Regions from separate parts of the Sus scrofa genome. Here region 1 is linked to region 2. A link is a contact called in public HiChIP or PLAC-seq data. All regions are on one chromosome and are shown on one strand. The core of a region is the stretch at or near the end of the contact, and the rest is flanking DNA. Distances in the headings are between cores, read along the strand shown.

Evidence for each region. HiChIP or PLAC-seq counts read pairs in DNA pulled down with a chosen protein or histone mark.
Region 1: an H3K27ac HiChIP or PLAC-seq map of alveolar macrophages shows a contact between it and region 2. The contact joins two enhancer-like sites. A contact is called at or near these places in 2 of 47 Hi-C or Micro-C datasets (both in embryonic fibroblasts) and 1 of 2 datasets of contacts at active chromatin or transcription factors (alveolar macrophages).

What each region holds. Positions count from the first base shown.
Region 1 is chr1:98,830,022-98,835,606 of Sscrofa11.1, reverse strand. All of the region lies in intron 13 of DYM (dymeclin), which reads left to right. Among named protein-coding and RNA genes, the nearest start is that of DYM, 190 kb to the left of the region's middle. Within about 2 kb of position 1,701, at least 6 of the 83 cell types and tissues checked have an H3K27ac peak or open chromatin away from gene starts, as enhancers often do. A contact at or near this core is called in alveolar macrophages, where this site is marked.
Region 2 is chr1:98,688,991-98,694,045 of Sscrofa11.1, reverse strand. All of the region lies in intron 16 of DYM (dymeclin), which reads left to right. Among named protein-coding and RNA genes, the nearest start is that of SMAD7, 150 kb to the right of the region's middle. Within about 2 kb of position 2,050, at least 1 of the 83 cell types and tissues checked has an H3K27ac peak or open chromatin away from gene starts, as enhancers often do. A contact at or near this core is called in alveolar macrophages, where this site is marked.

The DNA of each region.
Region 1 (5,585 bases), core at 452-2,951, 140 kb before region 2:
TGTCTCTCTTCTCATAAGAACACCAGTCATATTAGATTAAGTGCCCACCCTGCTCCAGTGTAACCTCATCTTAAATAATTATGTCTGCAACAGCTCTGTATCCAAATAAGTGACATCTGGAAGTACCAAGGGTTAGGCCTTAAACATGTCTTTTGGGACGATACAATTGGATCCATAATACCTACTTAAGATTCTTCTCCTGATACTTACTTGTTATAGTCTACAGTCATCTCTTCTGTCCCTATTCTTTACCGCTTTTTGTCATAGATTCATTACTTTGTCAATTAACAAATATATTGAATTGTATTGGCTTTTGTCATTTAGTTTTTAGTCTCTTTATATCTTGAATCTTTAACTACATTATAAGCTGCCTGATGGGTAACCATTAGTTAATTTCCTTGTATGTTACATACCAAGTAGAGATGAGTCACAGAGCTGTTTATTCAGATGCTAGGTAAATAAGTTAAATAGCTTCTATCATGATATAGATCATTCTTGTACCCTGTTTTTTCCCCTCTGTGAATTGTCGTAAAAACAAAGCACTTTGGAATGTCTGTCTTTCCATAGTAAGCTTTTTTTTTAAACCCCTTTTTTGATCTTTTTCATCCCATCTTTGCCATTTCCTATATCCAACAGTTATAACTTCTGTTAAAAAGGATATGAAGCCTTTCATAGGCATCTAGTTCTAGAATTAGGTAGGTTGTTGCTAATTTTGATCCAAAATAACATAAAGTCTTTCATAGAATGAACAAACTTTCATAGAATGAACAAAGTGATAGCTAGTAAGGTCTTCAGAACTATTTCAGGATGGCCAGCTCTGAGCTTAATCATGTCATCCCAGTTCTTTATTCCATAGAAAGAAAATAAAAAGTTTTTGTTCATTTAGGGAGGGTGATTAATACAATTAAATCTTTTGCACTTGTACAAAGTGGACAAATCATGGGATTCTTTTAAAACTAAAAAAAAATTTAGCAGTTAAGTCCTTATTATGTAAGTTCCTGTTGCCAGTGATTTATAGACCTTTGCTCTCTCCTAAGGAAGGAAGTAATTTTATGTTTATGGTTATGACTCTGAATCCCAGCCCAGCCTACAGTGGGATTGTCAGTGTAGTATAAATGCACCCAAACTCTCATAAACAGAATAACCTGTGGATCATTGAATATGGAACATTAATTTTTGTCAGTCTTCCTCCAGTGAATCAGTAAATACTGTGCTTGCCTAATGACAGTCATTGTGCTGGGTGCTAGGGAAACAGATATAAACATTCAGGATCTGCCCTCAGAAAGGTTGTGGTTGAGAGGGAAGATAGATGCGAAGACAGTTAATAACACGTTTTAAGTTGTATATTGTCAGTAAGCACAAGTCAAATGGGAACCTAGAATGGAAAGCACCAAAGTGAGCCTGAAGCAGTCAGGGAGAGCCTTACAGGAGAGTCATGCTTACAGAATGGAGGAAGAGGAGTTTGCCAAAAGTTCAGGAAGATGCAATGAGCATCTTCAGGTAGTTGGCAACAGGTGCAAGGACCCAGAGGCAAGGAACACATGGCCATCTTTTCCACCAGAAGGAGGTGTGCTGGTGTGTCTGTCAGTTACTGTGGCAGTAAGGCTGATACTTTTGTGAGGCTGATGAGAGCGTTGAGCGGGTGAAACCAAGATTACACTTTTCATCTCCACCCACCTACGCCAGTGAGCTTCTTCCGTTTTGCGATGACCACATTCCTTGACAGACAGCACCCATCGTCCTGGCCCGCCAGCTCACAGATGTGGGTTTAGTGGGTGTCACCACGCCCACTAAAGTGGGTGAAAGGATGAGGGAGTGCGGCTCTTTTCAGGGTATATCCATGACCACACTGAAAAATGACTCCAAGACAGTCTCCGAAAGAGTTTTTAGCCATGAAGACTTGTTCTTATTTTTAATGCCCTTAATAGATTTTCAACTCTTACAATCATATAGCATTTTATCTTGCGTGTATTTTTCCATCTCTGCTGTAGAAAGGTGCGACATAAATATTTAATCAGTCTCAACAGAAATTGGCTTTTTTTCACGGCTTCAGATTGTCTAATTTCACTGATCTAATACTTGTGGCACGTATGTTGAGAATTAAGTCTGAGAACTCACATTTTTTCAGAATTTTACAGTAGCTATAAATCTTTGTGCCTTTTTTGTTGAGTTTGTAAAATATAATGATCTTAGAAGTGAGCAAGCTTTTTGATGGTCATAAGATGTACTGAATATGTTATTTTGTACCTATTTCATTGTGAACCCAGTCTATCCATTACATCCTTAGTGTTTGTACCCCAGATTACTTAGTGTAGACTGATGTGTGTGCACTGAAGGACAGTTTTGAATCTAGTATATAGTCATTATTAATGTCCCCTGAAGACTAGATTTTTAGAAATAAGTCTCTTAATTTCAGAAGATGATGTATAAAGATAAGTTTAAAGACTCTCAGGCTGAGCTCTCTTTGATAGCTATTTCTATAATGATCATGTGCTTTGGGTCTTTTTTCCTTCAATCAACTCCACCTCCACTGGAACCAATTTGGCATCTGTGGGTGTCATCATTTTAATGTATGCTCTGTCAATCTACCACTCCACTTGACACAAGGAGGAAGGTAATGACATATAGAAATGTTTCTTTGAGAATATAAATTGTAAACAAATCCAATCAAGCAATTGTTTTCAAGTAAGTTTTCTTTTCTTATGAAATTTCCGTCAGCATTCCCTTCCTCTGAACTCTTAAGTTCCTGGAAAGAAAGTGTTAGAGAGGAGCTTGAAATGAATGTCTGTATTTGTGGTTTTTTAGACCTTGTTATTAGACCACAAGTAGGGCAGACAGCAACATGCTATTAACACGTTGAAATACAACTTCAAGCCATATAGCATAACTGTGCGTTGCTGGGAACCAAGCCGGCTCTACATTCCTGCATGGCCATGTTGGGCATTTTAGAGCAAATGTCTGCAGTGGAGAACCATGATGACGTTTTTTAAAAAATAGTTGCCTTGTCCAAAGTCAGAAGGCTTTTTAAATACATATGCCACGTAAAAAGGAATGGCTCTAATAAATTGATTTGTTTGTCCATACCTGTAATGTATATTATAGCATCATCTTTAAAACAAGGGATGTTGTTAAAACTTAATGAGTACCATGTAAATTTCCATCCGCTTAGTGTAATATTTTTAGATATTTGGTACATATGATCCTTACTTAGTGTTTACAAAGCTTTGCAAAAATTATTTTCAAGCGCCTTATTCCCTTTGCTTTGATAGTATGTAAAAATAAATGCCTTAAACTATTTTGTTTTCACAAAGGAGAATGAGATTCTATAAACTGTGGTCAGGTTTCCAAAGTTAAGATTCTCAAAAACGCTCTTGGAAATAAAATTTGTCCATTAAAAATAGTGTAATCCTATAGATACTACCTACCAACTTCATAACTGATTATAACAAATATTTTAAAATCAAGCAAGTACATTTACAAAAACATCATGTAAGTGCTATCCAAATTATCTGCCTATTTTTTGTTGCTTCCCCGCATTTTAAAAAATTGAAGCATAGTTGAAGTACAATATTAATATGTTATAGGTGTATAATATAATGATTTGTAATTTTAAAAAACTTACTCCATTTATCATTATTGTAAAATATTGGCTATATTCCTTACATTATGTAATTTATTCTTGTATCTTATAACAGCTTTTAACCTCTTAATCCCCTACCTCTATGTTGCCCCTCCCCACTTCCCTTTTCTTGCTGGTAACCACTACTTTGTCCTCCATATCTGTGAGTCGGTTTCTTTTTGTCTTACATACTGGTTAATTGCATTTCTTTAGAGTCCACATATGAGTGATATCATACAGCATTTGTCTTTCTCTGTTTGACTTATTTCACTTAGCATGATGTCCCCCAAGTCCATCCATGTTGCAGCAAATGGCAAAATTTTGTTCTCTTTATGGTTGAGCAGTATTCCGTCCTGTGTGTGTGTGTGTGTAGTTGTGTGTCTTTTCCCATTCATCTGTTGATGGACACTTAGGTTGCTTCTCTATCTTGGCAATTGTACATAATGGTGCTGTGAACATTGGGGTGCATGTATATTTTTGAATTAGTGAGTTTTTTTTCTGGATGTATATCCAGGAGTGGAATTGCTGGATCATATCATATGCTAGTTCTATTTTTAGTTTTTTGAGAAACCTTCATACTTTTTTCCATAGTGACTCCACCGATTTACATTCCCATCAACAGTATGGGATCTCACCAACATTTGTTATTTGTGTACTTTTTGATGATAGCCATTCTGACAGGTGTTAGGTGATATCTCACTGTAGTTTTGATTTGAATTTCCCTAATGATTAGGGATGTTGAGCATCTTTTTATGTAGGCCTGTTGACCATCTGCATGTCCTCTTATTTTTTTGTATCTGTATCCTAAAGCAAAGGAAATAAAAGAACCTAATTAAGCTTGAAAGCTTTTGCACAGTAAAGGAAACCATTGACAAAACAGAAAGACAGCCTACTGAATGGGAGAAAATATTTGCAAATGATATGACCAATAAGGGGTTAATATTTAAAATAGAGAAGCAGCTCATGTAACTCAACATTAAAAAAACAAACAACCCAATTAAAAATGGGTAGAAGCTGGGGAGTTCCAGTGGTGGCGCAGCAGAAACAAATCTGACTAGGAAACATGAGATTTCAGGTTCGATCCCTGGCCTTGCTCAGTGGGTTAAGGATCCGGTGTTGCCATGAGCTGTGGTGTAGGTCACAGACGTGGCTCGGATCTGGCATTGCTGTGGCTGTGGTGTAGGCCGGCAGCAGCAGCTCCGCTTAGACCCCTACCCTGGAACCCTCCATATGCTGCAGGTGTGGCCCTAAAAAGACAAAATACCAAAAAAAAAAAAGGGGGGGGTAGAAACTGTGATAATCGATGTGGGAAAAGAGTCTGAAAGAGAATGAATGTATGTATATGTATAACTGAATCACTTTGTTTTATAGAAGAAATGAGCACAACCTTGTAAATTAACTATATTTCAATGAAGCTTTAAAAAATGGAAAAAAAGTTGGTAGAAGACCTGAAATATTTGCCTGTTTTAAAAGTTTCTAAAAGTATTCACATTTTAGGTCTTTATTGATGCTAATTTAGGATGAAAGTGTTTATTGGAAGACCCTTAAATCAGAGAATTTGATTAAATTTCAACAATCAATAACAGTATAAATTCTAATTGATTAAAATATTTTTGTTATACTGCAAATCTAGGGAGTTTTCTTATTTTGAATTTATTCAGCAACTGAAATAAATAAGAAGTTTGTACTGTAGTGTTAGACTGTTGTTGAAGAGGTCCTTTTATTATTATTCAATCTCTGCTACTTTCTAGACCTGGCAATGGGATGTTAGGTCATTTCATCCCTTCTGAGCTAGTACTAGATTGTTCCTTTCAAAGTATTTTCCAGTGTTCCAGCCAGTTTGTTAATCCTTCATACTAGAGATTCCCAGGATCTTCATTGCTGGCAGTAGATTTAGCTCCAGGAAAAATGGCTTCTGGTGCCAAGGAGTTAAGTGATTCAAGAGTTGTGCTTCCACCACAGCTGC
Region 2 (5,055 bases), core at 801-3,300:
GCATTCTTGGGGAAACACAGGTGTCTTCAAAAAATATTGTATCACTTTGCTGGAGAGAAAAGCAGAATCTGTGCTGCATATTCAACAAATAGTATGGAAGTAAAGTTCTGGAGGAGGTAAGAGGAAGGAAAGAGAGACATCATTGGGAAGATTTTAAGGAGAAGTTTGACCCTGATCTCCCTTGATGGGAGATGGAAGAGGAGGAATCCAGGCAGAGGAAATCCAGTAAGAAGACCCAGGATGAGTTCAGCTTAGTGTCCATCCAAAACAATCAGACTCCTTTAATTCCCTCCACCAAATTAATGTGGTTTTGTTGTTTCTTGATACGCTAAAGTCACCAGACTAGTGGCTTTCCAGCTTTTTTTGACCACCACCCATACTAAACAGTACATTTGACACATTTTTGTGTACAACTGAAACAAAAGCTTCATAAAACATAAATGTTTCATCTATGTGTCATGAGCTCAGATATTTCCTATTTTATTACTTTTCTTTCTTTTTTAAAAAATTTCCAGTCAGACCTGTTGAATTGATTACATGGGCCATTTTTATTTAGTGACTCCATTTAAAAATAATTCCAAGCTCAGTGATTTTCACAGTGTGATCCTTACACCAGCAGCATCAGCATCCCCTCAGAACTTATTAGAAATGGAAACTTTCGGGTGCTCCCCAGACCACCTGATTTGGAAAGCTCTGGGGCTGGCATCCAGCAGTCGCCCTCCAAGTGACTTCTGATGTGGGCTCAAGTTTAAGAAGCACAGCAGGAGTTCCCGTCATGGTTCCGTGGAAACAAATCTGGCTAGGATCCATGAGGATGCAAGTTCGATCCCTGGCCTCGAGCACGGGGTTAAGGATCCGGCATTGCCGTGAGCTGTAGTGTAGGTCGCAGACTTGGCTTGGATCCCACATTGCTGTGGCTGTGATGTAGGCTGACAGCTGTAGTTCCAATTAGACCCCTAGCCCAGAAACGTCCACGTCTTGGGTGCGGCCCATAAAAGACAAAAAAAGAAGAAGAAGCACAGCAGTAGATAATCCTCTCAGACACACCAGCACTCTCCATACTTAGGGCCTCTGCTCTGGCTTCTCCTTCTTGCCTCAATTGCTTCCCCTCCCCCAGATATCTGCACACCTTCAAGTCTTTACCCACATGAGCAAACGAAGACTCCCTGCCAGTGAGGCCGTCCCTGACCTCGGTGTTTATATTTCAGCACTCCCAATCCCCCTAATCCTACTGTAGGTTTCCTTTTCCCACAGCATTTATCACCTAGCACACTATGTAATCACTTGTTATTATTCTTTCAGATAATGTGAGCTCCAGGAAGTCAGGAATCTGTAACATTTTGTTCACAGATGTACCTGAAGGTCATATCTGGCACATGGTGGGCACTTTAATATTTGCTGAATGGAAGAGAAAGAGAAAAGAGGGAGGCCATTGATCACTAAGTGATGATCCCAGATGCTGCTTCAAGTAAACATTGTCTTTTGGAGAACAGCTCTCCATAGACTCTTGCAAGGTCAACTCTCTTCTCAAAATATTCTAGAGGAGAATAAGAGTAGAGGCCCTGGTCACTTTGCTGAAATAGATACATTTTTTAAGCCTGTAATGTTCTACACTCATGCATTCTTATAGCTGCAAAGCCCTAGTCCAAAGACCTTGTACTCCTCATCAGTAAGTTAATTACTATGTAAACTGGCCTCACTAAATTTTTAATCATTTCTCAGGGATTCTCTTCTTGGCTCTCACCTGCTGGGAGATTTTTAAGGAAACTCCATACTGTTTTCCATAGTGGTTGCATCAGCTTCCATTCCCACCAACAATGCGGGATAGCTCACTTTTTTCCACACCCTCTCCAGCATTTATTGTTTGTAGATTTTTTGTGAAGGGATGTTCTTAATTGAGCATATATGCCAAAAGTTTCTGAAAAGTTTTAAGGTGATATAAGACTTTTTAAAGAAACTGTCTTATTAAACACCAGTACAATTCCTTACTCATAGCAAAGTTGGTCATTTAGGGAAGCAAAACTCTTTCCTTATCATGGCTTTCATTTCTGGGGCAAGTTGGGAGGGGCAGTGATTGGCACATAACTAATCACACAGGGAAGCTGGTAAGCATCTTGCCACAGAGTTGAAGTTTTTTGTCCAGCATTTGTTGGTTTTAGAAGATCCAAACTCCTAAAACTCTAACATAGTTCTATGAAGAATGTGAATACGGTTGATATGTAACAGTGAGTTTGAGATAATTAATAGGCTAACATAACAATTTTTGTTTTCCTGTCAATTCAACACACCCAGTTCTTTATAGGAATCTTGCCTGGGAATTCTGAGAGCACTAAGAAGTACCTTGGACAATGAACACTAATTGGTAGGGATCTAATCCATTTTGAAACTTGGAAATAATGATATTGTCTTTAACTCAAGCACAGTTTGAAATAAGAATTTGGACAAATAGTTTGGGGGATTTCCTAATTTTTGACAAATACAGTGCTAGTTATTTGATTGTAAAGATATGCTCTTCTTAAAGAAAATCTAGTATGTAAAAACCCCAACATTAAAAAACAATAAATTATAGACTAATTGGCTGTGTCCAGGAAGAATCTTTGCTCATCAAAATGATTTCTCACGTGATCTTTCAAATAGAAAGGACCCTGTTACATTTAAATATGAAACAGTTTCCAAAAAGCGCTTAAAGTCAGCTTTTCTCTGGAATAGTTAAGTTAAACCAGACTGGTGTTTAGTATCAAATTATATTTTTGCCTTAAAATGAGATTGGAAGGAATGTATTTTAGACCCATTTTTAGAAGTATATTGAATCACAAGAATAGTAACTTGTTCATAGTCATGCATCATACCTAGAATTGTAATCAAGATCCCATCTACTGATAAATTCACCCTTTTTATTTTTTTACTTTTTAAATCGTGAGAAAGTGAAGATTTTTTTTTTTTTTTTTTTTTTTTTTTGGCTTTTGTTGTGGTTGTTGTTGCGGTTGTTGTTGCTATTTCTTGGGCCGCTCCCGAGGCATATGGAGGTTCCCAGGCTAGGGGTTGAATCGGAGCTGTAGCCACCGGCCTATGCCAGAGCCACAGCAATGCGGGATCCGAGCCGCGTCTGCAACCTACACCACAGCTCACGGCAATGCCGGATCGTTAACCCACTGAGCAAGAGCAGGGACCAAACCCGCAACCTCATGGTTCCTAGTCGGATTCGTTAACCACTGCGCCACGACGGGAACTCCAGAAAGTTAAGATTCATGTACTCACTCTTTAGAACAAGAAAAGGAACATTGCCAAGAGTGCAGAAGTCCCAGTATACGTACCCTGTCCACCTGTAAACACACACTGTCTTGAACTTGAAGATAATTGCCTTCTTTTTTTCTTCATAACTTTACCACCTGTGTGTATAGTCCCAAACAATATGGTTTCCCATTTTGAAACTTTTTATAAGTGGAATCATGCAGTTTATTTTCTTTTTTAAATGTTTTTATTAAAGTATAGTTGATTTACAGTGTTCCTTCAATTTCTGCTGTACAGCAAAGTGACCCAGCCACCCATACACGTTTCTTTTTTTTTTTTTCTTTTCATTTTCCATCATGTTCTAACCCAAGAGACCAGACATAACTGCCTGTTCTGTAGAGCAGGACCTCATTACCCATCTGTTCTAAATGTAACAGTCTGCATCTACCCACCCCAAATTCCCCATCAGTCGCCCTCTCTCCCACTTCCCCCTGGCAAGCACAAGTCTGCCATGATCTGTTTGTTTTATAGATACATCACTTCTGCCACATTTTAGATTCCACATGTAAGTGATACCTTATGGTGTTTGTCTTTCTCTTTCTGACTTACTTCCCTTAGTATGAGAATCCCTAGTTCCATCCATGTTACAAATGGCATTATTTTGTTCTTTTTTATGGTTGAGTAGTATTCCATTGTGTATATGCACCATATCTTCTTAATCCATTCATCTGTCAATGGACATTTGGGTTGATTCCACGTCTTGGCTATTGTGAATAGTGCTGCATGAACACAGGGTTGCATGTATCTTTTTCAGTGGAAGTTTTGTCCAGATAGATGCCCAGGAGTGGGATAGATGGATCATATGGTAGTTCTGTTTTTAGTTTTTAGTTTTCTGGAGTTCCTCTATATTGTTTTCCATTGTGGTTATACCAGTTTACTTTCCCAGCAACAGTGAAGGAAGTTTCCCTGATCTCCACACCCTCTCCAGCATTCGTTATTTGAGACTTATTAATGATGGCCACTCTAACTGGTGTAAGGTAGTATCTCATTGTAGTCTATTTAGGTCTTGTGACCATTTTTCAATTGAGTTATTTTCTTTTTTTGTTTTTTGTTGTTGTCGTTTGGTTTTGCTGTTGAGTTGTATCAATTGTGTGTATATTTTGGAGATTAAGCCTTTGTTGGTTACATCATTCACAAAGATTTTGTCCCCTTCTGTGGGTCGTCTTTTTGTTTTTTTAATGGTTTCCTTTGCTGTGCAAAAGCTTTTGAGTTACTATAGTTAGGTCCCAATGGTTTATTTGTCTTTCTTTTCATTATTTTAGGAGGTGGATTAAATAAGATGTTGCTGTGATTTATGTCAAAGGGCATTCTGTGTATGTTTTCCTCTAGGAGTTTTATATTATCTGGCCTTACATTTCAGTCTTTAATCCATTTTGAGTTTATTTTTGTTTATAGTATTAGAGAATGTTCTAATTTCATTCTTTTACATGCAGCTGTCCAGTTTTCCCAGCACCACTTATTGAAGAGACTATCTTTCTTCCACTGTATGTTCTTGCCTCCTTTGACTTAGATTAGTTGACCATAGGTACTTGGGTTTATTTCTGGGCTTTCTGTCCTGTTCCATTGATTTGTATTTCTGTTTTTGTGCCAGTACCTTACTGTTCTGATGACTGTAGCTTTGTAGTGTGGTCTGAAGTCAGGGAGCCCGATTCCTCCAGTTCCATTTTTTCTTTTCATTATTGCTCTGGCTATTCAGGATCTTTTGTGTTTCCATACAAATTTTAAAATATTTTGTTACAGTTCTATAAAGAATGTCATTGGTAA